Linked DNA regions of Mus musculus: all the other regions are linked to region 1. A link is a contact called in public Micro-C and promoter capture Hi-C data. All regions are on one chromosome and are shown on one strand. The core of a region is the stretch at or near the end of the contact, and the rest is flanking DNA. Distances in the headings are between cores, read along the strand shown. Region 1 holds the start of Dleu2 (deleted in lymphocytic leukemia, 2). Region 2 holds the start of Zfp395 (zinc finger protein 395). Region 3 holds the start of Fgf9 (fibroblast growth factor 9).

The links. Promoter capture Hi-C pulls out the DNA fragments that hold promoters and counts their contacts. Hi-C and Micro-C count contacts between places; a contact is called where the count stands out from the background.
Region 2: a promoter capture Hi-C map of liver shows a contact between it and region 1, with 4 times the contacts expected there. The contact joins the promoter of Zfp395 here to the promoter of Dleu2 in region 1. A contact is called at or near these places in 2 of 39 promoter capture datasets (liver and pre-B cells).
Region 3: a contact with region 1 is called in a Micro-C map of embryonic stem cells, with 16 times the contacts expected there. The contact joins the promoter of Fgf9 here to the promoter of Dleu2 in region 1. A contact is called at or near these places in 5 of 484 Hi-C or Micro-C datasets (all in embryonic stem cells) and 1 of 115 datasets of contacts at active chromatin or transcription factors (embryonic stem cells).

What each region holds. Positions count from the first base shown.
Region 1 is chr14:61,679,546-61,684,588 of GRCm38.p6, forward strand. It overlaps Dleu2 (deleted in lymphocytic leukemia, 2), which reads right to left and starts at 2,828. Exons shown (of 7, transcript NR_028264.1): 1 at 2,565-2,828.
Region 2 is chr14:65,355,882-65,360,924 of GRCm38.p6, forward strand. Zfp395 (zinc finger protein 395) reads left to right here and starts at 2,795. Exons shown (of 10, transcript NM_199029.2): 1 at 2,795-2,874.
Region 3 is chr14:58,070,606-58,075,648 of GRCm38.p6, forward strand. Fgf9 (fibroblast growth factor 9) reads left to right here and starts at 2,081. Exons shown (of 3, transcript NM_013518.4): 1 at 2,081-2,727. The coding sequence starts at 2,451.

The DNA.
Region 1 (5,043 bases), core at 1,578-4,077:
AGTGACTTCAGAGATCCAGACTTTACACCAACCTCCCTGGGAAAGGTTCCCCCATAGTGTAAAAAATGTGTTTACCCCGAGGTCCACACCTTCTTACTCACCCAAAGACAAGACTGTGCATCCCTTGACCTCAAACAGCTAATGACTTCTCTTGGGTACATGGCAGGTGGTTCTAGCAGGTTCTATCTTAGCTCACAATCCTTTTACATCCCATCTCTAAGCCTCCCAGATCCTCACAAGGCCTATGTGACCAATTGTCACATCTATCAGACATCTTCTGGAGGTTTTCCCTTCTTGCAGGTTTTGAGCTGAGGCATCACAAAGCAGAGAAACCCTTTGAAATCCTGTGCTACATTTTCTGTTTACTTGTAGGAGGAAAAAAAAAACCAACCACCACCCATTGCTTTTTTTTTCCCCTCAAAGCATATCTGTTCATCCTAAAAGGCTAAAAAAATAAAAATGCCCATTCAGGTACAAATACAAATTCCTCAGCATGGTTATTCTGAATCATGAAGGCCCTGACCATCTGTCCAGCTTCCCTCTTACCCCTTTTCAACTCCCACCCAGCACCCGTACCAGTACGCACATCTATCTTGCAGGCCCCAGTGTGTGTACTCTGTAGTCTTTTGGACACTTTTATTCTTAGCTGACCTAACCACTCAGGAAGTCACCATCTTTCTTTCAAGAGACACCCCAGGTGACACTACCTATGGAAAGCTACAGCGGCTAGGAGAGCTCACTCAACTCTTCCCACCCGACAGACAACCTCACAATCTTTCTCATAGCATATGCCTCTTGGATTTCTAAAGTGGAGGCTGAAGGAATGTGGGAATGTGAAAATTAAAATCATAACACCCCAACAAGCAATAACGTACTAGTGGCACATTTACACACTAGGGAAGAAAAGCACACGTTTTTGTTGTACTTTCTTGGAAGAAATTGGGTGATAAACATAAAATTCCCACCAGACCAGACTTTTGACACTAGATAAATATCACACATCCCTTCCTGTTACAGAATATAGTGCAGGGACTTTGCCAGCATTTAGTTTCCCCTTTTATCATTCTAATATGGGCATTCTATGTTGCAGGTGTCTAGGAGAGTCAGTAACCTACACCGAAAAGCCAGTTAATGGTCATGACAGTCCCCAAATTCTCCATTTACTCCGGGAAATGTTCCACTTTCACTGTTCTAAGTCTTCTCCTTACAACACAGATTCTAAGAACCAAGTATTTTTCTTTCCTAAGACTTTAAATTGTTGCTTCTTAGTAGAGATCTTTGCTATAATAGGGCGGACCGATCCTATCGAAGCGTATTTCCCCGCTCTTAACTCATCTACCTATAAATAGCGCCGCTCACCGAGCTGAGTCACCAAAACCCAGAGTTTACTCAAAATAGCTCTTAAGGACTGCTGGAATTGAGTCGCTCCAGTGGTGACAGATTGACCACACACCCATCAAGCTGGGCCACGGACCAGAGCCATAGAACTGGCTCCTAACCACCAGGCGCCCAGAGGGCTAGTCAGGCGAGTAAGACCCTAGTCGCTGGGATCTCGAAGTCTGGACTCAGGAACCAGCTAGTGGCCAGACTCCGCCTTGACGGAACAGAGTCCTCCCCGCCCTTTTGGAGCTGGGAGCCGCGGGGGGCCCGGCACCCGGCACCGCCCTCGCCCACTGCTCACACAATGGGGCGCGTCGAGGGGCGGCCCGGCTTGAGCTTCAGACCTAGCCCTCATTGCCTAACTCCCGGTTGTTGCCAAAGCACCTGATGACCTCAGACTATTGCCCACCCTCAGGAGGGTGCAGAAGCTTGGGAGCAGCAGCCCTGGGGGGGGTGGGGGGGGGGAGAAAACGGAAGTGCCACCCCCTGCAGGCAGGGTGGTGACGTCACCCTACCGCCAGCCTGTAGCGGGGGTGGTTGCCCATCACGTGATCCACGCCCCTCAGAATCCCGCGCGCGCGCTCCCTCCCCCCCCTTTTCAACTAGACTCCCACCTCTCCCGCCTCCTCTCCCCAACTTTCGCCCTCCCTGCTCCCTCACCGCTGTCAACAGCGCCAGCTCCGCCCTCCCCAACGGCGAAGCAGCGGGCTCCTGAGTTCAGGTCCTTGCTCCCTGAGCGCAGGGTGCCCCCCTCCCACCCTGTCCCCAAATTTAGGCGCTCAGGGTGCGTGGGCCTCGGGGGTGCAGTGGCGGCGGCGACAATTCTCCACTCATTCCTCCCACCGTGGACCAGGCGGACTCTGCAGGTCTGCGTTCAAAGGGGACCGAGAGACGCGCACGGCCTCCGGGGAGCCCCCTCCTCTCACCCTGCGGCCCGCCTGCTCTGCCAGCTCCGTCTCCCGTGGGGGCCACGCGCAGATCTCCTCCTGGAGCCCCTCACTCTCTTCGCTCCGTGCACGCCGGGGTTACAGCTTTGCTTTTTTTTTTTTTTTTTCCTTCTGTCGCTGCTGCTCCTCGTTCTATTTCCTTACCGCCCCCCGCCCCCGCCCCGGTTCCCTTCTAAAAGTGGAGGCTGGAGGAGGGAGAAAAGCAGCCTAGAGTCGAAAGGGGCGGTGCGCACTGACCTGTCAGCGACGGAGGAAGACCCCCGGTCTGGGCGAGCTCTCCAGCCAGTGGGGGCACTGGAGCGCAGGGCTCGAGCGGAGCGGCGGCTGCGCTCGACCAGGTGTCCCCTAGGCCGGTCTGCGCCGCCCCCTCCCTCGGCGCCGCGCTCTCCGCCCCAACATCGGGGACCAGGGAACCCCCCAGCTCGATTTTTTGTGCAGTTTCAGCAAAGCTCCGAGGAAGTTGGTCCTTTTGTTCCACTATTTATAGATTGCGTCAACATTGCGAAAAGAAGAAGGCGGAGCGGTGGCCCCTCCCCCGCCCCTCGGCCCGCTCCCAGGAGAGAAAAGCCCCAGCACACGACCTAAGTACACAGCGCGCCAGCCGCCCGCCCCCGGGCCTCCTGCTCGCCACTTCCCCCTCCCCCCGCCCGGGCCCGAGCGCTGCCAACCCCGTCACGTGCCCTCTCGGGAAAACCAGCTCCCCGGGGCTGTGCGCCGCCCGCCTGGTTCCGTGGCAGCGGCCTCCGCCCTGCGGCGCTCCCCTGCTCCTGGCTGGGGTCGCCGGCCCGGGTGGTGTGCACGACCTGGGGACCCGCACTCTGACCACTCGACGGGGGGTGGGGGGGGGGAATTTCTCCCGGACCCGAGCCTTGCGCGCGGAGTGGCCCCGAGCGTGCCGTTCGCTCGCTCGCTCGGGCGTCTCTACCTCCCTCCGTCTCTGGGAGCGCCACCGCCCTACTTGCAGAGAGCGCGCGCGTTTGGGCCTCGCTTTGGAGCCCACGGCCTGGACAAGTCCCTGTGCCCCCTACGTGCGGCGGCTCCCGCAGGCGTCCGCTTGCTAGGCCTCGCTCCCCCGGCCAACGGGCGTGAGGGGTGCGGGGGTGGCTCGCAGCAGCTCCCAGGCAAAAGCGCTGGGCGCGGGAAGCGCGGGGCGGACGCTCTGGATCCGCAGGTGCAGCTAGCTTCACGCTAGCTTCCTTCTCGCTTTCCCAGCTGCTTAAAGCCCCAGGCATTTGCGCATCCGACTCCTTGACAAGGGAACGCGGTTCTTGAGGACTTACTCTTTGGTTACAGGAGTGATTGGGGCAAACCATTACAAGTTGCCTTTAAACCCCGAGGACGAAGTGATAGGCCCCTCCAAACCCCGAAGTGAAACTGAGCGCCCTGCTGGCCTAAAGCCTAGGCGGAGGGCTCAGTGTAAACAAAAAGTGCGATAAACACCAAAGGAAGGCCTTACAATTAAGGCAAACTAAGTGGTTAGTCTAAGCGTGATTAACTTCTGTAGCTTCTAGTCCCTTTCCTAAGTAATTGATTTCAGAACGCAGTTTTACTTTTCAGGATCAGAACATAATAAGTTAGCTACCAGATCACTGATTCAGGAAAACAGGCTGAGCTCGGATGAGAACAGGAAACGCATCGGACTTTCCCAGCAACTGGAGAGGGGTAAACAGTCTAGAAGAACTCCCCCCATCCCACTCCCCCGCCCCAAGTTCGGACCACCACCACGCCTCAGCACGGGCACCTACCTACTGTGAGGGGCTTGGAAGTTAGGTATAAGGGTGGGTCCAAACCTGGTAGAGCTTTTCCAAGAGTCAGATGGGGGAGGAAATAGATTTGCCTAGAGTTGAGAAACCTTTCCAGATTTAGGCCCGCTTGCTTTCGCTCTCTCTATTTCTATTTCTTTTCTTTCTTTCTTTCTTTTTTTTAAAGGAGAAACTTTAGATTCTAAAGCTTAGAACGTGCCTTCCAAGTTTGCTATGTGTGTGCTTGCTAAAAGAAGGAAGTGAGACAATATAAAGTGAACTTTTGCAGCACTCGCTTCCTTTCTAAAGTTTGGAGCTGCAGGCCTGATAGGCTTTGGTCGCCCACACCTGGCGGTGTGCAGAGCCTAGGGCGGGACCTCAATCTTCCCCATCCTCTGCAATTTATCCAAAGGCCCTAGCTACTCACCTCCCGGTCCTTGTACCCTTCATTACTCAGCATTTGGAAAACAAACCTCTTATGAATGCAAATTCGTTTCTTTGACACTTTGGTTGCAGCAATAGCTACAAATCACGTTTCTTTGCATTTAGTAAACAAGTCAGGGCCTCCTGGTCCTTCCCACTCTTGCAAGGGTCAGAGTTTGTCAAGGCATGGTCATGGTTGCCTTACCCCGTCCTCCGACTAAGGCTCAGCGGCACAGCTATTTTGTTAAGACACCGGCTTTCCGCCCCCACTTTGTTCTTTCACGGTCTTCCTAGCCGCGGAGAGGAGGGAAGGGAATCAAAACGAAACCACTTCAGGCGCATCAGTCACAGCCACTTCCCTAAGGGCAGCGGTGGCAGACCTAAGTGTAGGGTCGCAAACATTGGCCGAGATGGGGGTGGGGGTGGGGGGAGCTGTTCCCGAAGGAAGCCCAGGAGTTGCCAGGATCTGTCCTAGGTTGCGAAGGGTCCCCCTCCCCCCAAACTCCCATCTCCGGAAAAGTGCATATGGATAGTACATCAATCTTGCATGG
Region 2 (5,043 bases), core at 1,545-4,044, 3.7 Mb after region 1:
CTGTCTTGAAAAACAAATAAATGAGTAAATAAATATAAAAATAAAAAATAAAGAAAAAATGAATTCAGGCTGGGGATTTAGGTCAGTGGTAGAAACCTTGTCCAGCAGGCTCAAAGCCCTGGGTTTAATCTCCAGTACTGCAAAAATAAATTAGTAAGTAAATAAATATCAGTAATGGTGGTACATAAATGTAATCCTAGCACTCACGATGCAGAGGCAGGTGGATTTCTGTGAGTTCAAGGCCAGTTGGGGCTATACAGAGAGGCCCTGCCTTAAAAAAAAAAAAAGCAAATAAATAAAAATTATAAAAAGAAAAAAATTGGGCTGGAGATGTTGCTCAGTTGGCAGTATGATTGCCCAGTATGCACGAATGAAGCCCTGGGTTTGGTTCCCAATGAAACATAAATGGATGTCGGTGCCTGCCTGTGACCCCTGTTCTTGGGAAGTGGTAGAACCCTTGTCTATCTAAAAAGCTTAGTGTAGGCTTACTTACAATGCTAAAGATCCTGTCTCGGAAAACACAGTTAAACAAAAACCGAAGCCAGACCCTCATCCCTTTACAGAGCCTAGCCGTTTAAATCTTGCCATGTTGCTCACACTCCAGCTGGAGACCTACTCTGTGTATACAACTTTCATTTAGCTCAACAAGCACTTCTGGAGCCCCGGATTTTACTATGAAGACTCACTTGTCTCAGACACCCTAGTCCCTGGGCTACAATGATCAATTACGTGCTTTGTTTTCTGTATTGCTCAATTCTGAGTGAGCAGCAGTCTGCTTGTGAGGAGGCCAAGCGTTCCTTGGGGCAGAGACTGTATTGCAAACTTCAGGGTGATCAAGAAAGACTTGAGAGGAGGGACTGACTATACAGAAGCATTTGGGGACAACTGGAACAAGAACAGAAAGCCATGCATGGACTGCATATGTCCCTTTAATCATAAAGTGTACATTTCCAATCCATATCTTCATGTTAAGGGAAGGCTTTGTGTATTAAATAAAGTCACCGATGTGATGCCCTATAACACTTTATTCTTATCTGGAAACAGAACTTTTTCCTGAGGTTGAGAATTAAAAGGGAGAAGCAGTCTTGGGTGAACTACACCCTGGGCAGGCTGATCCTAGAGCAGGTAAGGCAGGCATTTGAAACTAGTTAATTCATCCATGTGGGGCTGTCTTGTGCACAGCAGGATATTGGTGGAATACTTAGCCTTCAGCAGCTTAAATGACAGTGAGAAATCACCCTCCCAACACCAGTAAAAATATATCTAGATATTTTAAGGACAAATTAATATTATTAGGGATAAAAAAAATCACCCCTAGTTGAGAATCATCTCCTGTAGGAATTTTGATTCCAGTTGGATAATTTTATTTCAACAAATAGTTGAGGGCAGAAAAAAGGACATACTATTTTTTTAAAATGTATTTATTGTGTATGTACAGGGCTGGAGTTGATTCCCTCCGCTATGTTGTGCATGTTGGGGCTCTAACTTGTGACATCAGACTTGGTCACAAGCAGTGTTACCCACGAGCCCTCTTGCCAGTTCCCAGGACATATTGTTTTTCATTTGCCGTGAGCTAGGCACTATCTCTAGTTACACTGCTTTGTTTTATAGATCAAGAAGCTGATGTGTTTAGGGCTGAACCTGCTAAAGATGCCAATGCTAACTCAGCTCTTAAAATGGGATGTGATTCCCAAGCTCTACTAACACTCCACGGCCTCCTAGAAACACAGGAAGTCCAAAATTGGAGGTGAACTGCAACTTCGAAGTATTTTAAAACTTTTTTTTTGAGAAGGGAGGGGCTATTACTCTTTTACTCATTAAATTTGATTGTAAACACACACACACACACACACTCACACACACTTAGACATTCGCACACACCCCTCTCCACTGTCCTTGGCCTTATCTAGAAAAAACACAGAACTACACAATGGAACCGCTTCGATTCTCCCTGTTACAAATTATCCAAAAGCCAGAGCCTAACGGTGCCAAAAAGCAACCGGTATTGTTTACACAAGGGCTGAAGGCTAATAGTTAACTTTCTCCTATTTAATTCCAGAAACAGTAAACATCGCCTCGCGCTACAACTACAAACGAATAAAAGTCATAAAACTGGAGAAGAACACTCTTGGTCCAAAGCGAAATGGAAAGGTTGGGTTTTCAAGCGCTTCCGCCCTCGCGCGCCGCCTCCCGCTACCCGGCCTCGGGTCCCTGTCGCCCTCGCCAAGCTCCTGTCCCTGGCGCCTAGAGCTTCTGGCTTCCTTTCCCGCCCTGGGGCGCGCTGGAAAAACAACAGCCAGAAACTTTGGTTGGGTTTGCAGTTCAGTTGGGGGGGGGGTCGGGGGGGGAGTCAAAAAAAAAAAAAAGGAGGCGCGGGGGTAGCAGATACGCTAGTTCGGTTCCGGGTGGTGCTGAACGCTCGGATTTCGGGGTGGGGGCTGGGGAAGTGGGTCACAACTCGGTCAGGTTCAAGTGCGCATGTGTGAGAGGAGTCGCTCCAGCACTTATTGAGCGCCCACTGTGTACCGCCAAGCAGGGTGTGTGGAGCGCGCGCGCGCACGTCCGGGGCTGGGGCTGGGGGCGCGCGAGTCGTGCGCGCGCGTGGCCGGGGGTGTGTCCCTGCGTCTGGCTGGCTCGCGGGCGGACTGGCTGCGAGCGGCTCGGCGCGCTCCCTTCCCGGGCGGGGGAATCCGGGCCGGGTTGTGGCCGCGGCCGCGTACGTGAGCGCAGTGTCCCGGAGAGGGAGGGCAGGCCGGCCAGGTGGGCGCGAAGGCGGCGGCGCGGGAGGCGGCGCAGTGCAGGGGCCGCGCCGGTGGCGGGCAGGGCCGCGGCCGCTGCAGGGAGCCGAGCTGTCTGGGTCAGTGGCCGGCCGAGGTGAGCTGCGCGCGGGACCTCGCATGGGTTGCAGCCCGGGTTTGGGGCCGACAGCCAGGGGTGGGTGGGAGACCCGGGAGGCTCGCGCGGCCCGGGCAGGACCGGGGCTGCTGCGGCGCTGGCGGGGTGACTGGGTGGGGGTGGCCGCTCTCCCTCTCACGCGTCGCCTTGTTTATGTCGCGGGTCCTACGGCCCGATCTCCCTCCCAACTTTGAGTGGTGGCCGGGAGTGGCCTCGCGGGGCCACACTGACCTGTTAACCTGCTCCCTTTCCGGCTGAGCCGTCAGCCCTGCGCTATGCGCGCCCCTGCCCTCTCCATAACCAGAGAGTGCCGTGCTGCGGGACTGGCCTCGCGACACACCCTCTCTCAACCCCCTTCTTGCGGCCCCTTTCGCCGCCCCCTTGGCTCTAAGCCTTCCGGGCTCACCCCGGGTCCCTCCCGGGCCGTGGCACTGTGGGCCTCTGGAGTGGCCCATGGGGGCCTGCAAAGGGAGTTTGTCATGGGCAAACAATTCCAAGGCTTCCTGCCTGGGAGTTAAGGCTCTGCACCTTCACTTTAGGGCCCTCTTGGAGATCTAAAGAGACCCACCTGCCAGCAATCTTGCAGGAGCCCTGTTTTCCATCCCTCCCTTTCCTGTGGTTCTGGAGGACTTCCACCAGGCATGGGTTCCCATGATGCCAGGCCATGGCACAGGGGCTATCTATAGTTCTTCACTGCTTTCTGCAAGATCCCTTAACAGAATGGTGTAAAGTGGAGCAGTTTGTTTCAAACTGAGCAATCAACAGGTATTGTAGCCTGAGGACATCCTTCTAAGGGGGGTTGTGTAAATAGAGGTTCTTGCTTTGGAAGGGTGAAACACAAGGAAATTGGTTAGCCCACAGGTACCTCTGAGAAGCCACTCTGCCCTCTTCCCACTGCCAAGCTTTCTGGATGATGTCTCTGAAAGCTATGAGAGAGAAATGATTTGAGAGCTCAAATGCAAATGAACGTGCAAGGGCTGCAAAGTTACTGTGCAGGCTCAGGCACAGGAGGCATGGGAGATAAAGGTGGGGAAGGGAATACGGAACTCAGTTTGAAATAATTTCCACCTGTGGATAATTCCCTGGCAAGACTCAGTCAGAAGGAGGAGTTCACAGGTGACAAGTTTACAAAAGGATGTCCAAGGGCTTGCTTGTCTTGGTGAGAAAGGCAATAGAAGACTCATAGATAACACCCGTCGGGGCTTGTAATCTCTTGGAGGACATAGAAAGACTTGAGCATGTGAAATATGACTCCAGATGGGGCACAGTTAGTTGTCACAATGCCAGGTGCAGAACTGGGTGCTGTTGGAGGTCACAGGGAGGGAGGGAGCTATGGACTGGAATTACCAGGCCTGGGCTATGTGTCCTTGAAAGATGGGATTTATGAAAATGGGATACAAAGTGGAGATGAATATGGGTTTCTCTAGAGTCCAGGAGATGGCCTTGGCCCTCCTGGAATGTTTCCTGAACAGTAAGAGATAGAGAGAGGAATAGTGGCTGAGATTGTGAAAGTCCTAGAAAGTCAGACTGAGAATTGGACTTTTATCCAGGGTGGACTGGGAAGACAGTAGACCAGGGGATGAGGTAACAAGGATATTGGTAAAGAGTTTTGAATCTGATGTTAGGAGACAGACCAGTGAAGTAGCCTGTTGCACTTTTGGAGTGCTGTGGGTTTGGACTTGGTTTTACTGGAAGACACTGCTGTTGAAGTAATCTGTTGACGGGGTGGGTGAAGGGAAGAAATGAATAGGAATTAATTCCTGGAGGAAGCTGATCACACACCAGGGCCTGGAGCTGCTGTAGTTGTTAACCGGACTCTAAAATGTGTGTTTTGCAGAGAAGATGATTGCCACTTGGGCCCTAGAGAGGTCTCTTTTGTTTTATCTGGAAGTAGGTATGTTGGTGTTAGTAACTGTGGCTCTGATAGGTTATGCCCTGGAGCAGAGTGTATGGAGACCCGTCAGGGAACCCAGGGAACAAGCTCGCAGTTGTTTTGGTTGTAGGAGCAGCAGAGAATCCATGCAGGACTGAGGGTCTGACCTGCAGGGCTTCTGTTTTGACCTTTTACTGGACACTGTCTGGATTTGGCCCTGGATGTGGAGGAGCAATGCCGGGGAGTGGGCTTCTAGGGAAATGAGGCCATTTATT
Region 3 (5,043 bases), core at 831-3,330, 3.6 Mb before region 1:
CCAGTGCCCGGACTCCCGATGACCCCAGACTGCGGCAAAGAGGTGTGGGAGTGGACAGAGGGGAGGGTCACCTGGCCCCACTCTTTTCCCTTGGGGCCTTGCGGGAGCACGCTTTCTAATCCCGGGGGCAGGGGAAGGTCGCTCCAGGGATGGGCACCTCCAACGCCAGCGAAATCTGCAAATTCATTGCTTCCTCCGTCTTTGGGGCGAAACCCTCTGGTCGGAGTAGGGCCAGCCCCAGGGCTTCGCCGCCATAGGCTGACTTCTCCCCCAGAAAAAAGCCTTTTATTTGCTTCTCTACTGCAGGGCTCTGGTCTTTGGACTTTGCTTCCCTCTCGCACGCCGTCGGGAGCTGCGCTCAAGTCTTAGCAACTTTCACCATCTTGACCCGAGAGTCTAAGACAATGTGAACAAAGAGGAGCGTGGGGGGGGGGGGGCGGGGGGGGGCGACGACCAGGCCTTCGGGCGGGCTGCGGAGACAGTGCTTGTGTTGGGGACGCCGCGCTCAGCGGATCGGGGTGCTGGCTGGTGGCTGGGCGCGTACAGCGCCACCGGCGGCCCCTGCCCCTGGCTGCCCTGGGCAGTGCGTTTCTTTGTCCCTGCATGGGGCTGGGCTCAAAGGCTGCTGGCCTCGAGCAAAAGCCCTGGCCCGGGACCAGAGCTCCGGCTTCCAAGTCACCCGCGGCAGCGAGCGAGCCCTGAGCAGCGAACAGCGCCCGTGCCCAGCCGGCGGCTCCTGTCTGGCTCTTAGGCTATGCAGAGAGCTTCGGGCCATGGAGCAACCCTGGAACTCGAGCCTTTCACTTCCAGGCAAAGTAGAGCTCAAGGTGGCAAAGCCCGTCCTGAGTAGCTTTGTTTGGGGGCGAGAGAGAACTCATTGGAACCTTCTCCCTGAAGACGCACACTCAGATCTGGGGCGTGAGTCGAACTCAAGGACAGGGGCTGTTTTCAGGCGCCCTGGGTGCCCTTTGCTCCTAGCCGCGGGAACCTGGGGGGAGGCAGGACCCGAACAACTCAAAGATGCGAACCAGAATTCCCTTAACAAACCCGAGTGTGGGCCCACCAGTGTGTGTGTTTTGTGTGTGTGTGTGTGTGTGTGTGTGTGTGTGTGTGTGTGTGTGTGTGAGGGAGAGAGAGAGAGAGAGAGTGAGAGAGAGGGAGAGAGAGAGAGAAGAATCTGACTCACACCCAACTGTCTTACCTGCAATATTGTTTGCGCGTCTGTAAGTCTGGCTGTAGAATGAAAGAGAAACTGCCCTGTCCAACCAAGCTCCCTACACCAACCCTTCCCTCCCAGTCTATTTTATAATGCGACGCAAGGTTACAGAGTCCGCGCGAAAACTGCTTTCTCAGTTCCCCTCTGACCCTGCGTCTCTAGCAAGCTAGATTTCTTGTGGCCGAATGTCTTCGGGCTGCTGCTTCCCGTCTCTGGCACCGCGTCTCCGGCGTCTCTAAAGCCGGGTTTCCTAGGTCGTCCTCCCGGAGAAGTCCCGCGCTCTGCCCGCCTGTGCCCGGCCTGCGGCAGAGCGGCTCGAGCGTCAGGGCGGGCGCTAGGACCGGGCGGAGCGGGGCGGCCGCCGCGCTACCTTAAACCCGGCCCAATGCCGCCGCCTGCGCCACTCTGCGCGCCGGCGGGGGCTGCGCAGGAGGAGCGCTCCGCGGCCACGGCGCTGCGCGGCCCGCGCGGCGACACCTGTTCGCGGCAGCCCGGGCAGCACGCGAGCTCCGGGACGCGGTCCTCGCCCGCCGCTTGCCGCTCGCCTCACTGCAAGCCGCTGGACCTCCGCAGAGCCTCTGCAGCGTTCTGGATACTAGCTTTGGACGCCGAAAGTTTTTTCCCCCTTCTTTTTGTTATATTATCTTTATTTTTTGGAGGAGGGACTGGGAGGAGAGATTTGTCGCCGCCGCCAACGTGAGATTTTTTTTTTCCCCTTGAAGGATTCATGCTGATGTCTGCAGAGTCGGTTAGAGAGTAAAAACAGCGCATGCCTTTCTGGAGTCAGGATCCGTAAATTCTGACGTAGCCCGAGCATCTTAAAAATCCCTGTAATATCGCCCAGGCACTTACGTTGCTATGGTCATTCTGATCTCTAAGCAAATGGAGAAACTACGGATTTTTTTCCCTTATTACGGTCGGATGGGATGAAGACCTTTCTGCCTGCTGAGAGTCGAGGCTCCATATGTAGCGATGCATAGCTGTGTTGATCAATGTCAGTGTGTGAGTATAAAGTGGTGGCTTCTTAGACTATCAGTGGTTTGACCTTGAACCTGTGCCAGAGAAACAGCCGATTACTTTTATTTATGCATCGGATGGATTGAAGAAAAGAACCCTTTTTCCCTCTCTGTCTGCAACTGCGGCAAGGGAGGGGAGTTGGATATACCTCGCCTAGTGTCTCCTGGTTGATACCATCATTATTGTTTATTCTTGTGCTTAAAAGCCGAGTCCTCTGATGGCTCCCTTAGGTGAAGTTGGGAGCTATTTCGGTGTGCAGGACGCGGTACCGTTCGGGAACGTACCGGTGTTGCCGGTGGACAGTCCGGTGTTGCTAAGTGACCACCTGGGTCAGTCCGAAGCAGGGGGGCTGCCCCGGGGCCCCGCAGTCACGGACTTGGATCATTTAAAGGGGATTCTCAGGCGGAGGCAGCTGTACTGCAGGACTGGATTTCATTTAGAGATCTTCCCCAACGGTACTATCCAGGGAACCAGGAAAGACCACAGCCGCTTCGGTAGGTATGCCTTTAACCCCTCACTGTCCACGCGCTGACACGGTCAGATTATTAACTACCAGAAAGGTGGTGGTTAGGCGGGGATGCTCGAAGGGCTATATTCTCATATTCATAACCCCTGCCCCCCACATCTTTGAGTATCTTGCCAGCCCAGGGAGGGGAAAAAGCCTCCGGAATTGCAGATCTGCGTCTGGCATTGGTGCAACTTCACCCTCAGAAGGCCCTTCTTTTCTTTTTCTTCTTCTTTATTTTTCTTAAAGGAGGGTGTGTGAGTGTGAGTATGAATATAACCCAAAGCCCAAGTTTTTTCATTTGATATGTGAGACGATAAGGTTTAAGAAGTTTCTTTTTAAACGGACCCATTTCCATTAGTTTAAAGCTTTAACCACTAAGAACTTTAAACTGCATCCAGTTTCCTGTAGGTAGCTGGTATCTTGCTCAAATTAAGTTTTTTTTTCTCCCTTCCCTTTTCCTCTAATAAGCATTCTGCCTGAATTGTAAATTAAGCGTGTCGTTTATTCCCGGTGGCTGGTCTGAAATCTCTCAGGCAAAGATTGCTGGGTGATCTGGGGGAAGCACTGAAGTCGTGTTTTAGATCCGAAACATCCGGGGCAGAAGCCCCTGGGGAAACTGACCCGAGTGGGGGCGGAAATCCCACTAGGGGTGCCGGCTCTTCCATCCGTTGGTTCCCAACCTCCGCTTTTTAATTTCCACAGCGTGTAGCCTTGTGTGGGTTTCCTGAGTGGCTTTCTGGTGTGAGTGTTTGCGTGCGCTTGCAAAAGCTGCAGGCTCATTTTAAAGGGCATTCCGAAGATTTCACGTTCCGAGCAGGGTACTTGTGACTCAGCACCGAAGGCTGCAGACTCAGGTGGGGACTCTGCCCACTTTCGTGCCTCCACACACGTGCCTGGCGGGGCACCTTCAGTGGTGCAGTGCTAAGTCAGCGAACACAGTTCTGCCTGGCGTTGGGGCGGGGGCGGGGTGTGTGGAATCTAGGTTTTTCCCCTTATTTAAAAAAAAGAAAAAATAAATCCACAGTTTGGGCAACCAGACTGTTGGAAGGAGTTAACTCCTGAGTGAACCCACCTGACAACACTTAGACTAGGTCGTAAAACCAAGTCCTGTGGTGATTTTTCTTCCTCATGCCTTAATGCCAGATGTTGAACGAAATCTAAACTAGGTGTTTAGCTTCATGGTCTGTGGATGTTGCCGGGAGGTGAGGAGGGTCCAGGCCTGGATGAAGATAGTCTAGATTCTTGAGGCCCAGGGTTTCCCCCTTGGCTCACTACTGAGGCTGGGCTCAAAAGTGAACCCAGTCAATTTTCCCCACTTGACTTGTGTCCCCCTCGCTGCTTAAAAACAGAAAGTGTAGCTCATTGCTGCGATTATTCCTTCGAATGCTAACCTGATTAACCTAACTATCTTCCCACCACCCCGTAAGTAAACGCCGCTGCTGCCTGCCTGTCGCTAGGGAAGACTAAACTTTACTGGAGTGCTTGTCTAGTTGGCCACCTTAAGGACTGCTACGGAGCCGGGTTTCTGGAGCAAGCCAAGCAGCGGGAGGCCGGTGGCGGCGGGGATCGAGTGTCCTAGGGTTCAGGGCAGCCAGCTTGATGCCCGGGCAGCCCGCTTGATGCCCGGGGCAGCTGGAGCCCGGTCCTCCCGCGCTCCGGGCCGGCAGGTGCGGGCTCAGCCCCCGGCCCCGCGTCGCTCTCGTTCCGCGCGGTCCTAAGAGCGCTCGGGTTCTAACTCCCTTTCCACGGTGCTCCTGTGCGCCCCTCCGTACTGCGGGGACCGCTGGGGTTCAGGGGAGGGAGGACAGGGACCGACACCTTTCTGGTCGCGTGTCGGGTGTCCGACTTTTCTTTTTTGCCCCTGTCCAGTCCCCTTGCTTTCTCTTTGTGTGTGAGTGCGGGTCTGGTGGCGCTGACAGCCGCCGCCCGAGGAAGCGCGGTGGTGGTGTGCGGTGTGGGAACCGCTGGAGGTGCGCACCGCAGCCGGAGAGTTGGTGGCGGGGACGAGGACAGACTGGAGGTTGGAACTGAGCTTTGCGGTCTCACGCAGGGTCACCCCCTTCTTTCTGAAGCGCGCAGCAGGGTTTGGGAGAGTCCTAGGGCTCCGCTGGGTCTGGGAGGTGGGTCGGGGGCCCCTGGCCAGGCGAGGCCACAGTAGCAGGGGTGGGGGTGGGGGTGACAAAGGGCCTCGCAGGCGGTGCAGGGGGTGGCATGCTATTGTTAACCACTAGCCTAGGGAAGGCATCCGGATCTAGTCTCACAGGAGCAGAAGGCCGGCTGCACTCGGAGCGCAGGGCTGCAG